2 separate regions of the Mus musculus genome follow, and region 1 is linked to region 2. The links are chromatin contacts, called in public HiChIP or PLAC-seq maps. All regions are on one chromosome and are shown on one strand. The core of a region is the stretch at or near the end of the contact, and the rest is flanking DNA. Distances in the headings are between cores, read along the strand shown.

The links. HiChIP or PLAC-seq counts read pairs in DNA pulled down with a chosen protein or histone mark.
Region 1: a contact with region 2 is called in an H3K27ac HiChIP or PLAC-seq map of SST interneurons, with 29 times the contacts expected there. The contact joins the promoter of Olfr275 here to the enhancer-like site in region 2. A contact is called at or near these places in 5 of 39 promoter capture datasets (the 3T3-L1 cell line, the C10 cell line, cranial neural crest and 2 more) and 1 of 115 datasets of contacts at active chromatin or transcription factors (SST interneurons).

Annotation. Positions count from the first base shown.
Region 1 is chr4:52,823,877-52,827,050 of GRCm38.p6, forward strand. It overlaps Olfr275 (olfactory receptor 275), which reads left to right and starts at 1,523. Exons shown (of 1, transcript NM_146858.2): 1 at 1,523-2,482. The coding sequence starts at 1,523. The coding sequence ends at 2,482. It overlaps 4930552N02Rik (RIKEN cDNA 4930552N02 gene), which reads left to right. Exons shown (of 4, transcript NR_040661.1): 3 at 1,785-1,887.
Region 2 is chr4:50,026,333-50,029,352 of GRCm38.p6, forward strand. No RefSeq gene overlaps it. Among named protein-coding and RNA genes, the nearest start is that of Grin3a, 180 kb to the left of the region's middle. Within about 2 kb of position 1,694, at least 1 of the 459 cell types and tissues checked has an H3K27ac peak or open chromatin away from gene starts, as enhancers often do. A contact at or near this core is called in SST interneurons, where this site is marked.

The DNA.
Region 1 (3,174 bases), core at 273-2,772, 2.8 Mb after region 2:
GGGTTTGGATTGTAATGGCTTAATTTTAGGCAATAGGTCAAATACATAACTATCTTTATCTGAAAATGAAGAGGCATTTGATAAGTGAAGTAGATTATATAATGGCCATGGCTATAATCTATTAAATGAGAATAGTGTTATTCAGCTACAATTTCACAGCAAACATTTGTCCATGTATTTCCCCCATACCACCATACAGTGTCAAACTTCAGAGCATCTCTCAAAAGCAGGCTAGTTGTAAACTGGTGTGATACAGCTCAGCGGGATAAAGCCAGCCATTAGCATTCTAACGTCAAGATGCTTTTATATGCATCAGCTAACTTCCCCATATGAAATGCATTCCTTCATCAGGTGCAATTTCATTTTCCATAAAGATTGCCTGTAAGTCTTCTCATTAAGCCATCATCAGGAAGAGCAGTTACCCAGGCTCTTGTTCACCCATCTTGATGCTTCCATATCTAGCACAGCTTGTCTCATGCATACTATGAAACTCTCCTAGTTGAAAGAGAAAGATGACACTATCTTTTTCTTTTACATCAATGCAGCAAGCCTAACTTACTTCATAGCATATTTGAAAAAGAGTAAAGTTCCTCCTCCTCAAAGCAGTGACAATAGGAACATGCTTATTTCTTGTTTGAATAACAGCACAATTAGACTAAGCAAACTACTGGTGATAATTGGATCTATGGGACATCATCCCTGGAGTTTCAGTGTTTGTAATGCTGTTCTGACAGATTTGCAACTTTAATTTGCTGCAATATGGGAAATTTTTCAAAAGCAACAAATAGACTAAATTGTCTTCCGGAGGCAGAGGCTGGTCCTTTGGAGAATGTTTCTGTAGCTCAGTCGCTAAGGCAACTACAGACATGAAAAATGCAGACATTAGGTATTTTTCACCATGAGAATATCCATCATCACTTTCTTATGTTCAAAGGGAAACTCCGATTTGTTTCCCAAAGTTCAAGGTCTTCAATTAGTTTCTTTTATATCTTCAGAAATCTGTACATTATTTTACGTATCGACTCTCCAAACCATTGTGAGCATCTCTCTAGGACTGGCAAAAGAAACTGTGAACTTGGGAGCTAGAGATTTTCCTTCATGAAGAATATTACCAAGCTAAGAGAAGAAAATCATCTTAGTAACTTAAAGGTAAAAACACATTTGTAGCTGATCTACAAATGTAGTTTTGCAATAAGGGGGGAGCAAACGATTGCTTCTTTTGTTATTCTCTTACCATGTTTACTTAATGAATTCTTCTCTCGCTCCATCTTAACAGGAGGAAAGGTCTTGCTGCAAAAGCAGCAAGTTCACCATTTACTGGTGACTTCGTGGCTAAGTTATATTAATAACCAATTGTTCAAACGTGCACTTCTACAATAATACTCTCAATTTAGAGAGGCACTTAAATACAAAGCCAAAGTTCATATGAAGGAAAAACTGTGAGAAAATTTAAAGCAGGATTGGTTGCTTTATATATTTCTGCTCTGTAATTAGGACATACATATGAATATACTACCATAAAATGGTTCAGGGAAATTGGACCTCTGTCACAGTGTTTGTTTTTCTGGGATTTTCGCACTACCCCAGAATTGAAGTCACCGTATTTGTGCTGTGTCTGCTGATGTATCTGATCACCTTGCTGGGAAATACTATTCTGATCTCCATCACTATCCTTGATTCTCATCTGCACACTCCCATGTACTTTTTCCTCAGCAACCTCTCATTTCTGGACATCTGGTATACCTCTTCTGCTCTCACTCCTATGCTGGCAAACTTTGTTTCAGGGAAAAACACCATTTCCTTCTCGGGATGTGCCTCGCAGATGTACTTCTCTCTTGCCATGGGCTCCACTGAATGTGTGCTCCTCTCTATGATGGCCTATGACAGGTATGTGGCCATCTGTAACCCACTGAGATATCCCATTATTATGAACAGGAGGGTCTGTGTACAGATTGCAGGCAGCTCCTGGGTTACAGGCTGCCTCACTGCCTTGGTGGAAACTGGACCTGTGATTCATCTGTCTCTCTGTGGTAACAGCATCATCAATCATTTCACCTGTGAAATTCTGGCTCTCTTAAAATTGGCCTGTGGAGACACTTCCATGGTACAGTTAATTATGCTGGTGATCAGCATTCTTCTTCTCCCATTGCCAATGTTGCTCATTTGTGTCTCCTATGCATCTATCCTCTCCAACATCTTGAGGATCAGCTCAATGGATGGCCGAAGCAAAGCCTTTTCAACATGTGCAGCCCACTTGACTGTGGTGGTTCTGTTCTATGGGACAGCTCTCTCCATGTACCTGAAGCCCTCATCTGTAAACTCACAGGAAATTGATAAATTTATGGCATTAATATATACTGGACTAACACCAATGCTAAATCCTATTATCTACAGTCTACGGAACAAAGAAGTAAAAATGGCTGTGAAAAAATTGTTGATGAAAAACCCCTTCAGTGCTATCTTAACTTCTGTCCTCAAATAATATTGAAATAAGGCATACTCATCTAGATAAATCTTCAAATTGTTGAGAGAACTGCATAATAATACAAGCCAATTTCCCAGAAAACACTAATTTTAATCACAACTACCATTATGTCATATATCCTGATTTGCCTTGTAAAATGTTTTATATCAATGAATCATTTATATAGAAATATGTTGTCAAGAAGGTAGTTAGTACTTATTGCATATTAGTATAAACTTAAAATGATGTAGCTACCTATTTTTCTATTTGACCTACTAAATGATCTCACTGTCTAGCAGTGACATAACCATGAAAATAAGTAATATAATAAGGATGCAGAATTGTTAGAAAATTCTGAAGTGACATTTTCTCAGTGATTTGCAAATATCTCTGCATTTAAAAAGAAAGATATTTTAAGTTAGCATGTACATATGACCATCACTATCTGGTACTCTTCTAGTTTCTGAACATTAAAATGTTAAATTTATTTTTTTCAGATTTGGAAAGACCAACTTTGAATGACAACTTATTTAGGTTGCATATGTTGAAGAAGGATAAATATCTATAACATAACAAGAATATCATGATAAGGATTGCAAAATTATATTTTTATTTATGTGCTTCAATAGAAATATAAAAATGGGAGATCCGGAATTATGGGTCTAAGATGAAATGATTTCATATTATACTTCAGTGTCTTAATAAATTCA
Region 2 (3,020 bases), core at 444-2,943:
ATATTGTTGTTCCACCTGTAGGATTGCAGATCCCTTCAGCTCCTTGGGTACTTTCTCTAGCTCCTCCATTGGGGACCCTGTGATCCATCCAATAGATGACTGTGAGCACCCACTTCTGTGTTTGCCAGGCCCCAGCATAGTCTCACAAGAGACAGCCATATCTGGGTCCTTTCAGCAAAATCTTGCTAATGCATGCAATGGTGTCAGCATTTGGAAGCTGCTTATGGGATGGATCCCCGGATATGGCAGTCTCTAGATGGTCCATCCTTTCGTGACAGCTCCAAACTTTGTCTCTGTAACTCCTTCCATGGGTATTTTGTTCCCAATTCTAAGAAGGGGCAAAGTGTCCACACTTTGGTCTTTATTCTTGAGTTTCAGGCGTTTAGCAAATTGTTGCCATTTCCTCAGGCTTCTAGAAACTTTTTACTGGTTTGTTTTCCAGATTCACAAGCCCCTTGTTCTACTTATTTCCTGTCTGTAAAAGGAAGACTTGGAGTTGGCAGCTATGTAATTGCTTCCTTCCCCGAGTCTTCTGTGATCTGTTTTATTACTTGGGTAGTGATATTGATAATTTTGGCTTAAAATGTCTTTGTATTTTCTCTCGTGGTTTTCTTCTCTTTCCACTCTTTATGAGAAAACTTGATCTTATTTCCCAACTTGACTATTGAAATTATACCTCTTCTCATCTCAGTTTGAAATTTCCTAAGAGCTCTTTTTATGATTCATTTTCTCTTATTGTTTACAGAGCCACCTGTCCATAATTTATGGATCTCCCATTGTCTGTGCATTTGTAAAATAATGACTCAGATTCTGATAAACTAGTTTTCACTTCTTCACTATCCTTCTTTACTGTGTTTACCGACACCCCTTTCCTTTCCTTTTTTCTTTTTTTTTTCTCTTGGTCTAGTCCTTTTTTTTTTTTAATGTTATGTTTCCTTATCAAATATATAATGATTCACAACTGTTAACTTCTAAAAATACATTTTATTCCAAAACACATCACTTAATTACTTACAAAAGCCCTGCTGACATCACTTTACTAAGTGGGAGAATAATGTCCCTATGTGACCACCTATGAAGGTGACTAGCAGGTGTCAAAAATGGTGGCCATGACAGGGCTGTAGAGTGTCAGCTCAACTTTTTAGCTTTTCCCTCTCTGTCTCTGTTTCTGTTTCTCTCTGTTTCTCTCTGTTTCTCTCTGTTTCTCTCTCTCTCTCTCTCTCTCTCTCTCTCTCTCTCTCTCTCTCTCTCTCTCTCTGTGTGTGTGTGTTTATAAGTGTGTTTTATGTATTTGGTATATGCATGTGTGTATGTACATGCATGTGCAGGATCTCACATCCATGCATTTGCATGCAGAGGACAGAGGAATATATTAGGTGTTCTGTTTTATCACTCATCACATTTCCCCTTCAGACAGTGCTTTTTTTTTTTTTTTTTTTTTTTTTTTTTTTTTTTTTTTTTTTTTTTTTTACCAAACCTGAATCTCTCCATCTGTCAGCTAAACTGGCTGGCTCCTGTAGATGCCCCCTTCTCCATCCTCCACACCATTTTGAGATGCCAACTCATTCCATTCAAGATGGTTATCATTAAACAAAATCACCACAAATGCTGGCAAAATTGTGGAGGAGAGGAATCCTTACAGCCTCTACAGAAATCAGTGCAGACATGATTTAAATAACGAAGGAAAGAAGTATCTCCTGATGCAGCTGCAGCATCCCACAGTGTGTGTCAGAAGGAAGCTACATCACTGTTTATCGGCAACTTTTCACAGAAGCCAACATAAGGAATCAGCCTAGATGTCTATCAACAGATGAATGGACCAAAATAACATAGTGCATATACAGTATAGATTTATTTTGAACTGTAAAGAACAATAGAATATTATTTTCAAGCAAATGAACTAAACTAGAGAGTATCATGTTAGAAACTAGCATAGTTGCTCTCTACCTTTCTAATGCTATGTGAACTTTTAATGCACTTCCTCATATTGTGATAATGCCTAACCACAAAATTATGTTTGTTGTTACTTCATAATTGTAATGTTTGCTACTGTTACAAATTGTAATATAAATATTTTTGGAGATAGAGGATTGCCAAAGGGTTTGCAGACCGCAGGTTGAGAACAACTATGGTAGATGAATTAAGACAGATTTGGAGAGTCATGCACTGCATTTTTTCTCACATGTGAGAACCAGATTAAATCACACACACACACACACACACACACACACATAACCTCAAAGTGGAAGGGAGAATAGTAGTGGAGCAGGAAGGGGAGTGAGTAAGGATAATGAGGAAAAAGAAAGAGGAAATGTGTGTTAAAGCAGAAAGTTTATTTGCTGTGAGAAAGGAAGAACATCTTCAAAGAGTAAGGAAAGGGATGGGAGATGGTTGTGGTGAAGCAAATACGAGCAAGGTAAATGATATGCATGTATGAAAAGCTTTAATAAAACTCATTATTTCATATGCTAGCTAAAACATATTAAAATTATAACTCACAGAAAATTTGACTTGGGTTTTTTTTTTTCCCCCTCACAGGTAGTGTGTGTGTGCCTCTCAGCTACTCAGGAAAGGATTCCTTAAGTTATGGATTTTCTAGAAAGTGGTTCTTTTTCTGATGCCGTATGAATCAATATTCTGATTTATAGCATTTCCCCTGAAAATACATTTGTGCAGAGAGATTTAAGTTCTGGTTCTTGGGGGAAATATTTCAGCTTTTGATCCAACTCAAGTACATTCAATCAGGAAAGAAAATGGTGATCTCACCGCTAACTGTAAGGAACTGTACTCTGCCAGCAACATAAATGTACTTGAATGTGACTCTCTCCAATGCATACTGGAAGGACCTAGAAGATCAAGACCTTGATTTTGACCTTCAAAATCTTAAGCTGAGGATACTGATGAACCCTCTAAGATGAAGCCTCTACAGAACTGTGAGAAAATATTATGCTGAATTTCCTAAATTGGTATGTAACAGGAGCAAGTATACAAAGATAAGTTAGATGAAAAATGAAGGGGAT